Linked DNA regions of Bombyx mori: region 1 is linked to region 2. A link is a contact called in public Hi-C data. All regions are on one chromosome and are shown on one strand. The core of a region is the stretch at or near the end of the contact, and the rest is flanking DNA. Distances in the headings are between cores, read along the strand shown. Region 1 overlaps LOC101740450. Region 2 holds the start of LOC101741148.

The links. Hi-C and Micro-C count contacts between places; a contact is called where the count stands out from the background.
Region 1: a Hi-C map of middle silk gland shows a contact between it and region 2, with 2.2 times the contacts expected there. The contact joins the enhancer-like site here to the promoter of LOC101741148 in region 2. A contact is called at or near these places in 3 of 7 Hi-C or Micro-C datasets (middle silk gland and whole pupa).

The regions. Positions count from the first base shown.
Region 1 is chr6:1,445,644-1,449,411 of ASM3026992v2, forward strand. All of the region lies in intron 1 of LOC101740450, which reads left to right. Among protein-coding and RNA genes, the nearest start is that of LOC100862826, 18 kb to the left of the region's middle. Within about 2 kb of position 1,423, at least 2 of the 8 cell types and tissues checked have open chromatin away from gene starts, as enhancers often do.
Region 2 is chr6:1,358,516-1,362,178 of ASM3026992v2, forward strand. It overlaps LOC101741148, which reads right to left and starts at 1,549. Exons shown (of 5, transcript XM_004925221.5): 1 at 1,227-1,549; 2 at 222-403. The coding sequence starts at 383. The region is part of intron 1 of LOC101740450; the gene reads left to right.

The DNA of each region.
Region 1 (3,768 bases), core at 173-2,672, 87 kb after region 2:
ACTATTATGAATACGTGACACGGTGAATGTAAGTAGGAATTCTTTTAGATATTAAAATGTGGGTAGACGAGAAAATTCAAAATAATATTATGCAGTTTAAAAAACTAAAAAAAACACGCCTGAATAGCAAACTCAAAAGTATATTGTCCATCCTAGACAGGATATTAGAGAGATTTGATATAATTATTGTATTGCCATCGATCGTTGATGCGTGAGTAAACTTTCAAGTTGATCGCACGTGTTGAAGTCAATAATAACGACATTCAAAATTCCGTCACTAAATATAGGCCCCAAGCTAAGAAAGGCGCGTTAAAAAAAATACTTTTATCATAACATCCCAGACTAGGGTGTTTAGTGCGAGCTTTTTAACGTTCTCGATAACGTAAAAGTTAACTCAAATTTGTATGCAGTTGGAACAGCGCCCCTAGCGGCAAACGTAAGCAAACATTCCAACTCCATACAAAATTGAGTTAACTTTTACGCTATCCAGAACCTTAAAATACCCTCACAAAGCACACAGTACATTCAGAGTTCAGAGCCTAACGTGGCAAAAGTGAGCAGGACCTACCCGTGCTGCCTCCAAATGCACTCCCTTAAAAGCCCTTCATACATCGATCGCTAAAACTATAGCACGTTTTCATTTCGGCAACTTCGTGTAATAATATTCAACAAGTGGGCTCGATCCAATATCGCACGGATGGCGTGGATCATTTAATTGGCCTCGTGAAAATGTGGAGGCGCGACCGTGCAGCCCCAAAGAAACAGTAAATAAACAGACGGGCAAAAAATATTACGAAGAAAGCCAGTCAATGCCTCATAATTTCTGTTCTTCAAAGAGTTTTTCATTATTATTTAGAAATTAATGCCAGGGTCTGTTTCCTACTTAAACTCCTCCGCTTTGCCTGGTCTTTGACATCCATCTGCCCTGTAACCGTACTCATCAAACTCGAGAAAGAGTTCGACGTGCAGCCAAACCCATGCATCAGCCCTCTAAGTTTCTCGCCGGATCTTCTCAGCGGGTCATGATTCCGATCCGATAGTAGATTCAATCGCGAAGCAGTTGTTTTTGAGTCGTTAGGTCTCCTTTGGAGGAGCTCGGGCAGCTGTTAGCAAATCCCACCCCTCCTGGCTGAGTCTTTGCTCGCTCCCGTCCTGTTGAAACTGGAAAGGCCTCTGGGTTGCCAATAATCACTCATTCATAAAAAAAGATATCCGTCTGCGTGAACTTATTCTACTAAATTTATTAATATTCATTACTGAGGTAATATTTGTATTTTGGCTACCTATCTAATTCATAAAAAAGAATGCATAAGTAATTGACTCTGTAACTCAAAATCTCAATAGACAATTCAGTGCCATGCAGTACCCATCTGACTCGTTAGTCTTTGACCGACCCAATCACCGAAGGATGATTTACGGCGTGAAGGCGTCGATTCCGGCGGATGTTTGTTTAATCGATTAATGCGTCTTTATGACGGTAGCGAGCTCGGCGTTGTCTGATTGGGGCGATCTTTAGTTTTTTAGTCCTACGAGTTTTTAGGTTAGGACTTTTAGCGCGTTTTTTTTGTTTTGCAAAATGGCGGCCTTCGATTATGATTTTGGCGATTTTGTTTGTATTGCTCCAGATTTAACATAACAGTTTCGTCGAATTACTTATCTGACCAGTTCTTGGTGGTTTTTTTAAAAACAGTAATGATTGTTTTTATGTATTCCCCGGCCACTCAACTCGTTTGCAACCAAAAACCTCATCTGCGAAAATTATGAATTACTTTTTGACTTACTTTATTTCGTGTACTCAATTTAATCTGTTTTTTTTTCTAGGACCATTCCAAGATCTTAAATGGAGTTTCAAATGTATGTATTTCCATTTTTACAAATACAAAGGCTTTACGGGACGTAAAATCGAGATGATTCCGATAACAGGTTTTTTTTCCTACCCAAGCTGGTGCCCTTGACAGGATATGCGGGCGTAACCTAGCGAGTAGGAGAGCTCTCGAGGCTCTAGCCTGGGGGCATTGCTAACACTAGCTCTACCATAGCAGTGCTTCGCAAAATCTATCTCTCATCTGCTTCGCAAATACAGCCCAACTGCTGAGGAGTAATTACCGTCGCATAAGCGAATCCAAGTTACCCCTTATCGCTAATTTGGGGCTAAGAACTCGTATCAACTTACACAAGACCTCTTTATGATTCTATTCCATACTCGTCAAAAACCCATTGACGCAACATAGATGCGTTCTGTCCCTTGCGATTAAAGAGTTAATATGAAAATGACCTTTTAACTTTAAACACCTATATAAAGCTTTCTGTAGTTTGGCGCGAGGGTCGTAAGGTCACACGGTGACGTCACGGTCCGTGACCGTGCCTTATGGGAAAGGCGATGTTAAAGGAAAGATGGACAGGTGGCGTTTTTCCCACGAGCCGGCCAATTACATAGCTATAGACGCGCGTGCATTACATTACCTGCTATTTATTGGCATACCCACCGGTGCGCTGGAATTAATTATTTGAGAAAATTTGAAACTGTTTAGGTATATAACTGACTATTGGGTAAAAGTATTTTGAATTCTCTTGGCTTATTGCGAGGATAGCTACCGCAGTTTTTTGACCACAAAGCACGCATCCCCGATTGAAGAACAAGAAGTTTATACAATACATACACGTTAGCTGCCCTCGCGAACCTTCTCTTTATTTAGAGTCGGTTAATAAAGAGCTTTAAAGGTATACATCGACGTCAAAGCTCTCAGCCGCATGTACGTACAGTGTGCAATACCGTTTATATGCAAATGATATTGTGTTAACACACCGTGACGCTCATTAGATTATCTTTATATGCAGTTTAAAGTACGATATGATCACGCACATGTTAAATTTTGTATTACTATGGATGAGTAGATGACTTTACAGCCGACCTGGTGTTCAGGGTTCTCCAAAACGCTGCCAGGCATATAACGAGGCAGTTCCGATCTTTTTTTTTATGAAGGAAGGATTATTGATGGCCCAAAGGTCTTTCCAGTTTCATCAGAACAGGTGGGCGAGCAAAGGCCTAGCCAGTAGGGGTGGGATTTGTTAACAGCTGCCCGAGCGCCTCCGAAGAAGACCTAGCTGCTCAAGGGCAGCTGCTTCGCGAACGCGAGCCCCGATCTCTATGTTACACCAAGGAACGACTATTCCCCAAAGGAGATGGTATGATTGCTTCGCGGCAGAAATAACCTGGATAGCTCCCCCCACGTGATAATTTACAATACGCTCTCCTACTAGCACTTAGAATTGGAATTTAAGGAATTTTAGGTAGGTAATAAGGTATGGTAATGGTGTATGTATTATGCTCGCGTTTTTTTTTTTTATTGCCCTTGTAGGCAGATGAGCATACGGCCCACCTGATGGTGAGTGGTTACCGTCGCCCATGAACTTCAGCAATGCCAGGGGCAGAGCCAAGCCGCTGCCTACCGCTTAATACTCTCCACAAGCCTCGTTTGAGGAAGGACATGTCATAGCGCTCGAGAAACACCGTGGAGAGGAGCTCATTCCATAGCCGGATGGTACGTGGCAAAAAAGATCTCTAGAAACGCACTGTGGATGACCGCAGTGGCTCCAGGTAGTATGGATGAACTCTACTCCGGTGGCGGGCGGTGCGATGGTAAAAACGAGATGCCGGTATCATCTCGAACAATTCCTCAGAGCACTCCCCATGGAACATACGGTACAAAATACAGAGAGAGCCGAAGTCCCTCCGCAGACCTAGAGGTTCCAAACGACGTAAGCGTA
Region 2 (3,663 bases), core at 299-2,798:
AAGCAGTCAGTAATCGGAACTACTCGAAGCGAAACAGCGATCGGCTCACCTAAGGCGAAGGGGAGGAAGTGAATCGAGAATCTTAAAGTGTTCGTTAAGTGTTCTAACTGATGAATACAGTTTTAGTTTGTGCTTCGGTAAATTTTTTCTTTATCCCGAAAGTTTAGCTATGCCCCATCCGAGCTCCCTAAACGAACAAATAGTCACACAGCAATGCTTACATTCGACTCTGACGTCTCCTGCGTTCCATCATTTCGGATCTCAGTCTCTTCTATTTGACTGGTGCGGTTCTGTATCGCGAAACCACCTTCGGAGCTCTCGCCATGAACATTTCTCCGACGGAAACGATCATCATAATAATTCCTTGTATATCGCAAAGACATTGAAACGCTTCTGTTCAACCCTGAAATTAAGTCAAGATTATGTTTAAACGATTTCAAATGCTAAAAATGTTAGAGCTCAACTTTTTTTTTCCTACCTAAACTGATGGTCTTGATGATGGTCCATTTCAGCGTAACCTTAACAAGTAGGTGAGCTCACGGGGCTCAAACCTGACGTCGTTGCTAACACTAGCCCTTGATATTATTTCTGTGCACTAACCCTAGCAAGAGCAGTGCTTCCCAGAATCTACCACCGGTTCGGAATCGCGACCTACTGAGAAGATCCGGCGAGAATCTCAGCGGGCTGACGTATGGATTAAGTTGCACGTGGAACTCTTTGTCGAGTTCAACGAGTACGGGTACCGGGACGGGAAGGCATCTAATGCAAGAGTTATTGGATCTGACGGATCCGTTAGAACGTGTCTAGGGCATCATCTTATTGTCTATGACCATACCCGATCCTGTGGACCGAATGTTAAACAGTCGACGTCGCCCTAAGCACGTCATTACGGATCCTCCCGATCCATTAAAGGTGCTTTTAGGTACCTCAAGCACCGGTACCCGTCCCAAGCCCGTCGCTTGTGACGAAGGGCTCGACGAGTAAATTAACCCATAGACACAGCCCACTGAGTTTCTCGCCGCATCTTTTCAGTGGGTCGCGTTTCCGATCCGGTAAACATTAAAATCTATTCTAATTAATACTGGCGGTTCGATTTTCATTACACGATGTTGTTTTTCATCGAAGTCTTCAGTCAACAATTACAATTGCGCGGGGTTTTGTCAGATATTTATGAATTCAGCCTATCAACCTTACATTAATTCGTAACTCAAACAATCAGCTCTCACCTTCAAACTGAACCGGAAATTTCAGTGCTAAATTATGGTAGAAATATACTCTCGTAAATTTTTCATTATTTAAAAAACTAAACTGACTATAGTTTTTAGTGTTTCACTAGAATTTTTCTTACATCGACCAGCTGGTATTTACTAATATTTTCTATACGTCATTGTTGAGGAATTTTTGACATCAATGTCAAATTAAAATACTACAAATATTCCTCTTTGTTTACTTTTTACTAGAAGAAATTAGTAGAGACCATTGTTCAACAGAATTTCATAGTATTAAATTCAGTTATCATAATTATTTTGAATGATTTTAGTTTTAATGAAATACACTTAATGTGTCATGGCGTCCGAAATCATTGATTAAAAATAATAATTCAACGTCTTTGCCTCAATTGGCAAGTTTCATTTAAGCCGGTAATTATGTTTAGAATTTAAACAGATAATATAATTAATTAATTACACATTCCGATCTCGGGACTAAAGTAACTCAAATTATTTCATCATAAATCTCTTAACACGGAAGCCCGCAGTAAAGTCTACGGGACTACAAAATTAACTTTTTTTTTGTATATCATACGATTCCTTCAAATGTCAATGTGAAAGGCGCGAACTGTCGATGGCCATTGTTTGAATACGTTTTCAAATTTACGAATGTTCATGACCCCCGTCGCGCCATTATTCGAGGTTGCCAGTGTGAAAAGTTATTATCAAATAATCAATTGAATTCGGTTTTTTTTTTTCGTTGATTAGATTATTTAGATACATTTGTCTTTTTTTCTGAAGTAAAAAAAAAAAACTAAATGCAAAGAACTAGTATAACGTCGATGTCAAACCAAAATCTGCTATGTGCACTTTTTGAGATTTTTACTTTTTGTCCTTTTCGTATAATTCACAGCCTACCGTATAAAAAAACTGTTATGTGTCTATAACTTTAATATTTATCTATAGCTTTCATTTGGTATAGTTCTTTAAAATTCACCTTCATATAAAATTTTATACGAAAATATTTTTACTCGTTAATTCAAAATAGAGTTTTTGCACATGGCAGATTTTAGTTTGACAGTGACGATAATCAATATTATACCGATCAATAATTCTTAGTGAATATCTGTGACCTTGCTCGTTCACGAAGCCCGCTATAGAAAGCAGAGTATTAAATACACTTGACATTGGCGAAATCTAAAAGGAAACGCCTTAAACCTAAGAGATAGATAGATCAAGCTCCGGTTTATATTCGCATAACGACGACAGTAAAATGAGTTTGCACAGCAACAAAGTCATTTCACAACTCTCGCACAATTTACTCAATCGCATTGCGAAAAGAGATTGCTTCATTATGTCAATAAGTGTCAATTGTCACACATCAACTTGATGACTTAATTGTGAGACAGCAAAAAGCCTGGATAATAAACGAGAGTTGCCATTACTGAGATTTCGTGGAATTTGTTTTTTTTTATTTTGAAGTGTTTTTATTGGCTGACAACTTAAAGCAAAGGTGCAGGTACAGTCAATGTGTTTTACCAATGCTGACTTACGGTTTCGAGACGTGGTGCTTCACAAGGGATATTTTTAGGAAGCTTAGTATTGCGCAGCGAGCTATGGAGAGGGCTATACTTGGTATTTCTCTGCAAGACCGAAATAGAAATGAGGAGATCCATATAAGAACCAAAATTTCTGACATAGACCGTAGAATTAGCAAGCTAAAGTGGCAGTGGGCGGGCCACATATCGCGAAGATAGGACGGCCGATGGGGCAGAAATATCCTCGAGTGTGGACCACGTACTGGCAAGCGCAAGGAATAGCCATCTACCAAATGGACCGAGGACCTAGTGAGAATCGCTGGGTCACGTTGGATGCAGGTGGCAACGGACCAGTCGCACTGGAGATCGATTGGAGGGGCCTATGTTCAGTAATGGACATTGGACAGGCTGAGACGATAATGATGGCGATTTTGAGCTGTGAAGGAAGATGGTAACTATGGTGTTATCGTTGGCACGTTGAGTCTATCAGGCTCGATAGGCGATGTTGGTCTTGCTATTACTGGCCAATAGGATTTTGGTAAGTAGATTCAAGGACAGTTGTCAGCGGTCAGTTATCGGTGCTAAGAAGCACCCAAACATACACTGACGAAAATGACAATAGATAGAAATAATACTACGTAACCAAATAATCTATACTATTTATACTAATATTATAAAGAGGAAACATTTGTTTGTTTGTTTGTATTGAATAGGATCCGAAAGTACTGAACCGATTTGAAAAAAAATTCACTGTTTGGAAGCTACACTATCCCCAAGTTACATAGGCTATATTATTTAAAAAAAATAGGGCTTCTTACTAAAACTCCAATAATGTAACCCAAGGTGTAAAAATTTACCTAAAATATTCTTTACATCGCGCGCGCTGCGAAAACTATTGATGATAGAATAAAATAATG